2 separate regions of the Triticum aestivum genome follow, and region 2 is linked to region 1. Evidence: chromatin contacts called from public Hi-C data. All regions are on one chromosome and are shown on one strand. The core of a region is the stretch at or near the end of the contact, and the rest is flanking DNA. Distances in the headings are between cores, read along the strand shown. Region 1 holds the start of LOC123188740 (transcription factor PCF6). Region 2 holds the start of LOC123188741 (auxin response factor 3).

Evidence for each region. A called contact is a pair of places that touch in the nucleus more often than the background predicts.
Region 2: a Hi-C map of leaf shows a contact between it and region 1, with 2.5 times the contacts expected there. The contact joins the promoter of LOC123188741 here to the promoter of LOC123188740 in region 1. A contact is called at or near these places in 4 of 5 Hi-C or Micro-C datasets (leaf and root) and 1 of 1 datasets of contacts at active chromatin or transcription factors (leaf).

What each region holds. Positions count from the first base shown.
Region 1 is chr2A:383,370,459-383,373,702 of IWGSC CS RefSeq v2.1, reverse strand. LOC123188740 (transcription factor PCF6) reads left to right here and starts at 1,672. Exons shown (of 2, transcript XM_044600974.1): 1 at 1,672-3,244. The coding sequence starts at 1,972. The coding sequence ends at 3,237.
Region 2 is chr2A:383,508,072-383,511,315 of IWGSC CS RefSeq v2.1, reverse strand. LOC123188741 (auxin response factor 3) reads left to right here and starts at 1,751. Exons shown (of 5, transcript XR_006495152.1): 1 at 1,751-2,318.

The DNA.
Region 1 (3,244 bases), core at 423-2,922:
TGCTAGTCATGAAAGCGCCCCAATGGGTCCTCGAAGAAGTGGACAAGTGGATGCGTGCTTTTTTCTGGGCTGGGAAAGAGGAGATCAATGGCGGACAATGCTTGGTTGCGTGGCATACCATCTGTAGGCCTAAGCCGTACGGTGGGCTGGGAGTCAAGAACCTGAGGACTTAAGGCCTGGCCATGCGCGTTCGCTGGGAGTGGCTCAGGAGGACAAATTCCTCAAGGCCTTGGCAAGGGCTACATCTCATGGTGGACAAAGAAGCCAAAGCGGTGTTCGACAGTCTGGTCCACATCGAGGTTGGAGAGGGCAGCAAGATCTTCTTTTGGACGGACAGATGGATTCACGGGTTTGCGGCAAAAGATATCGCCCCTTTGATCACCGGCATGGTGGACAAGCTCACGAAGAGAAAAAGAACAGTCCGGGATGCGCTTTTCGAGGACTCCTGGGTCAATGATATCACGGGCGAGCTATACTTCACGGCCCACCTGCAGCTCATACACTTGCAGCATGCCTTGGCGACGATCCAAAGGAATGCTTCGGACGATGATGCTTTCTACTGGCCCTGGAGTGCCTCGGGTTCCTATAGCACTAAATCCACTTATAGTATGCTTTGCCAGGGCATGACTCGGTTTGCCGCTGCCCAATGCATATGGAGAAGTTGGGCGCCCCTCAAATGCAAAATCTTTGCATGGCTTGCCTCTCAGTATCGGTTATGGACTTCGGACCGACGTGCGAGGCATGGTCTCCAAGATACGGCTTCTGCATGTTACACATGCTACCAAGAGGAGGACACAACAGACCATATCCTCGCTGGATGCGTCTACGCGAGACAAGTTTGGAATGGCTGTTTCTGGCTGCTTCAAATCAACGTCCAAATTCCAAGCTCCGAGGATACTTTCATGGTGTGGTGGGACAAGGCGCGGAAGTTCTTCCATGGAAAGCTCAAGAGAGGTTTTGATTCGCTTGTCATCCTGACCGCGTGGCACTTATGGAAGCAGAGGAATGCTCGGGTGTTCAACCGCAATGATCAAGTCCGCTCGGAGACCAACCTTGTTCATCTCATACATGACGAGATCAAGCTTTGGAAGAAGGCGGGCCTAGGAGTTGAGGGGTTAGATCCTTTCGTGAGAGAGTAGGCTTTTGTGTTTTTTTTTAGGAGTAAGCGTTTTTGTGGTAGGCTTCTTCGTCCAACCGCGAAGTCTTATACAATTTTTTCTTTTCTTCTATAAAGATAAGGTAAAGGCGTACTCTAAAAAAAAATCTTCAAAGGAGGAGGTCGCGACAGAGACGTCATGGGCATTTCCAGGATACGGCTAACGTTTGTTTGTTCCACTGATGCCGGCACGGAACGGAGAGAGAGAGACCTTGGACCGGTTGGAGGGCTCCCGTCGTCGCCGTGATGAACGTCTGACAGCGAGCGAGCCAGTTGCCATCGGACATGGATTGACCGACGGAGGGAGTACGTAGGAGTAGTATGTACCGATACGATGCGACGCGCTCCCGCTGCTGCTTGCTAGGCTGTTGCTGGTACTACGGCGGCGGCCGACTAGCCTAGCCGATGACGCTGCGGCGCGGCGCGAGAGAGTGATGGGCTACTCGCTACTGGTGTGGCCGATAGAATGGTACGCCCCTACCGCCTCGTTCCGCACACCTCCCTCCTCCTCTCTCATAAAATCGGGAGACCTTTCCCTCCCTCCCTCCCTCCATCGTCTCCTCTCGTCCTACTCACACTCCACCTCCCCTCTCTCCCTCCCTCCCTCGCCGCGCCGTGCTCCCTCCACTCCACTCCCATCGCCCCAGGGCGCACACGGGATCGCGCGCAGATCTGTGCCCCCCATCCCACGCGCTCGCCTCCCACTCCCCGCCTCCCCGCGGCGGCCTGCCTGGCTTAATTTCGCCACCAATGCGCTCTGGGTAGGGCATGAGAGACACTGGCGGCGGCTTGCCGGCGGACCAATTCACATCCGGATGGAGCTCAGCGTCGCCGCCGCAGCCGTGGAGCTCGGCAAGCGGGGCCGCCCCGAGGACCAGGACCACGACCAGGAGCAGGACCACGGGGATGCCAAGCGGCTGGCGCTCGTGCCGTGGCCGCCGCACCAGCAGCACCCCTCCTCGCGGATCTACCGCGTCTCGCGCGGCTCTGGCGGCAAGGACCGCCACAGCAAGGTCTACACGGCCAAGGGCATCCGCGACCGCCGCGTCCGCCTCTCCGTCGCCACCGCCATCCAGTTCTACGACCTGCAGGATCGCCTTGGCTACGACCAGCCCAGCAAGGCCGTCGAGTGGCTCATCAAGGCCGCCGCCGCCGCAATCGACAAGCTCCCCGAGCTCGACGCCGCCGCCTTCCCCAACCACCCGGCCTCAGCCTCAGCCAACAAACAGTCTTCTGCTCTTCACGCGGAGGCCGACGGCTCGCAGCTCCAGCAGCAGCAGCTCACCAGATCGGGCTGCAGCAGCACGTCCGAGACCAGCAAGGGCTCCGTCCTCTCGCTCTCTCGCTCCGACAGCCGCGTCAAGGCCAGGGAGCGCGCGCGCGACCGTAGCGCCTCTGTGAAGGACAAGGACGACTCGGTCACCGCCGCCGTGCGCCGCCGCGCCCCCTCGGCGCAGGCGGCTTCCTTCACCGAGCTGCTCACTGGATTGGCGGCCGCCACCCCAGCTGTTGCTCAGCACAAGCAGCACAACTCGTGGCAGCAGATGACCGCGTCTGCCACCGCGGACTACCTCGGCTTCTCCCAGCCAAGGAAATCCGGGCACGGGATGCTGCACACCTTCGCCTCCCCGGCCCCGCACCTGGGCAACATTGTGCCCGTCGCCATGGCCCCGGCGCAGCACTTCAGCTTATCAGCCGGCGGCGGCGATTCGCAGACGGACATGCCGCACTTCTCCTTCTCGCAAGACCACTACATGCCCGTCCATGCGGCGCCAGCGTCGGCTCCGGCAGTAGACTACAGTCTCAACTTCTCCATGTGCTCGGGTCTTGTGGGTGTCAACAACACTAGGGGGACCCTTCAGTCCAATTCGCAGCCGCACCTCTCCGGCCACCACCACCACCAGCAGCAGCTCCAGAGGCTGTCTACTCCACTGGATGCTCCGCACATACCCTTCTTGTTCAGCCCAGCCGTCGCGGTGGCCTCCCCCACCACAGCGGAGAGCCACTTCGGCGCGGCGGCCGCATTGCAGCTCTGGGAGGGGTTCCGGCACTCCGACATGAAGGAGAAGGGCAAGAACTGATCAATGG
Region 2 (3,244 bases), core at 502-3,001, 140 kb before region 1:
GCAAATGCATTGTCACCAATCACCAAAACCACTAAGGGAGAAATATGCCCTAACACCTTGGCTAAACACAAACTCGAGACATAGGGCCAGCCTTGTATCAACAATAGGGTCCGCACTTCACTTGACCAATTGGGTGGTCAATTGAGTTATGCTTCTTCTCGAACATGTTGCTATTGTGTTCCTTTCAAACTGAACAAGATAACGATGCAGTTCATCTTCTTCTTCTTGATGGATGGCAGGACGATGCACAATTCCTCATCGATGACCACCATTCATAGAAGGAGGAACCAATGGCAGGAGAAATTGTTGAAAGACCAACCCAATTAAGGTCTAAGTCTCAAATGATGTTGGAAATAGAACAGATCATAAACTCGTTTTGTTCTTCTAACAGAGTGCACGCCATTCGATCTTCGAGCAAAGCTTTTATCAGCCCTGCAGTGGCAGCACACGTAGGGAACTGGTGCTCTCACACACCCTCACCATCGGACCCAATTCGGTTGTATAATGCCTAACTGAACACTTAGGTGGCATGCGAGTGGGTCATACTAGGACAGGCCTCTTTGGTTCAACAATTCTCAAAGGAAAGAATATTCTTTGATAAGTAGAGTTTTTAGTGATTCAATAAATGTATCAACCCTTTTAAAAGATAAATCACAACAAGATAATACAATCAGCAAAATATTTACACCTACCTCTACATAATAAGATATACACATCATACATATCACACTTATTACATCCAAATGAAGGCATAAAGCAATCTCAAAGGAAGGACAAAACAACATAAGGTGAGAGTGGGCCGATACGAAGACTACATCATCATCCATCACGGGTAAACACCATTTTGACTATCCGCTCCACATGGATTCATGTCGCTATAGCCGATCCGCATTGCTCCCCTCACTGAAGAATTATCACAACGTGAGTACATGGATAAAACACAAGATAAAAGAGACTAGAAATTTGAGCGACTTTTCTTTTGGTGTAGATTTGACATGAAAACCACACAGAAGGATACATCAAGCCGACCTTGTTTTTGGTTGTTCACGAGAATTGAGTAGCGGGTTCTCATGAAGCCCATCCAATCCAAATCTGAATAGATACCCCCCTCCCTTGTGTTATGATCCTCCACCTCATACATATGCTCACTTACAATTCAATCCTTTTTGTACTTCACTTTCATCGAAACATGCCTTTACACATTGTTTCCATGATTCTAATCTTTTTTTTGCATACCAGGGTCGAAGCCTTGAACTGGCACAATGACCCTACTAGTAGTCGACTAGTGGCCGACAACTAACAGCATTTTCATTAGTCAACTGTTTTTGGATCCAGACATCCACACACATTGGTAATTTGTTGTTATATATCAAATGATGCCCGCCTAGGGTTTGGTAGTGTATATACTGTGTGTCGCCTTGTGTTCTAAGAAAAATTGTTATTTCTTCAGCTTTCCAATTTGGATGATATTGTTGAATAGGATAAGATTAACAAATAATTGGTAGACATGTTTAATCAAGATTCTTTCTTCTCACAATGAGCGCAACCCCCTCCCCCTCCACAAAAAAAGAGAGGTTGAAAACACCAGCACATCATTATTATGCACATTTCCATTTTTATTAAAGTTAATGCAAAGCAGTGATGCCAAATACTACATCGAGAAGCATTAACGTGCGCACAATGTGCGCCCTCTCACAATGTACACGTCGGACTAGGTACGGGACAAAAAAGTTCGATTCGTTGAGAAGCAAGAGAGAGAGAGATTGGCCAGCTCCCAGCCCCCCGTCCCCATAGGCAAGCCTCCTCTCTCTCTCCTCTCTCGTGAGCCCTCTCTCCCCCGCGACTCCTCGCCGCCGCCGCCGCCACGGCCACTCGCGCCGGCCGATTCCGTCGAGTCCGACAGCGGGTGGCAGACTGAAGACCTTCCCTCGCTCTGCTCCTTCCTCCCATCCCTCCAGATCCGGCCTCCCGCGCTCGCTGCCGACCCTCAGCCATGGCTAGGGTTACGGGCGCGGCGTCCCCTTCGTCGCCGGCGAGGCTTTGGCGGCCTGCGGTGGCTCGTCCCGCCCACGTGTGGCTCCGCCTCATGGACGTTCCTCTTCAGCGGCGTCGCCGGACTAGCTCCACGCGCGGGTTCGCCAAGGTGAGTGCGATGCTGATGAGAGACGGCATCCGAGGACATCATCACGCTCAACTCGAGCTGCTCCCCCACCGTCCCGCAGCCCGCTGCTGCTCCCACCCCCCGCCCCCTCTCCTCTCCCGTCGCCGGGAAATGGCTACACCACCAGCTCCGCCGCCTCAACGTCCTCGACCACCAGGTGCCTTCCCAGACCCGCGGTCTATCTATCCCCCGTTCTGCTCGATTGTGCGGATTTTTTTTCCAATGTCGATTTGGAGATGAGCTAGCAGTTTTCGATACGATCAAATTTGCTGGACTAGCCTTGTGGAGTTTTTTTTTCCGTAGTCGGTGGATTCGTCGAGAAAATTAAGCCTTTTCGTGTATCAGCTTTGATGTTTCTGTATAACAGGTTAACCAAAACTTTGCAAGTTGATGCTCTCAGGGTAGGACTCCGAAGTCTGACAAGCACTTCCGCTTCAACCAGAGTCACCTACAGCAATAGGTGCTCCAATGCATATTCGACTTGTTGTGCTACAGAGCCAGTGCTCCAATGCATATTCGACTTGTTGTGCTACAAAGCCAGAAGCGCTACCAGTGGAAACACCCTCATCGGATATGCTTGTTGATTCCTTCGGGAGGTTCCACAACTACTTGAGGATCTCCTTGACTGAACGCTGTAACTTGAGATGTCAATACTGCATGCTTGCCTTAGTCTAGAGACATTAAATATTAGTTTGAACACATTGGTTCCTGCAAATTCGGAGGCAAAGAAAGTCCACTGAAGAAGCTCTCTGTAACTGCTATTTAGTCTTCAAACACACATGCCTATTATATCATGGAGGACTATTTTAGTGAGCATTGTTAAATAGTAGTATATGGAAGATGTGGCTTCAACTGTCCGAAATTTCCACTTTGAGCTCACAAGTAGTTATTTCTGTAAGCCATTGTTCTTGTTCTCTTTCTTTTGTTTAGCCCTTTTCTGAACTGGCATAGGTTTCGTTGGCAACCTTCCCCTACACCACAACCTATGTTCCATAAGCAAGTTTATTTATACTGCCCAAAATTTACTAATATGGGTTGGATCATGCATTTGCAACTTATAGTGTTTGTTCTTTTTATTGTGCT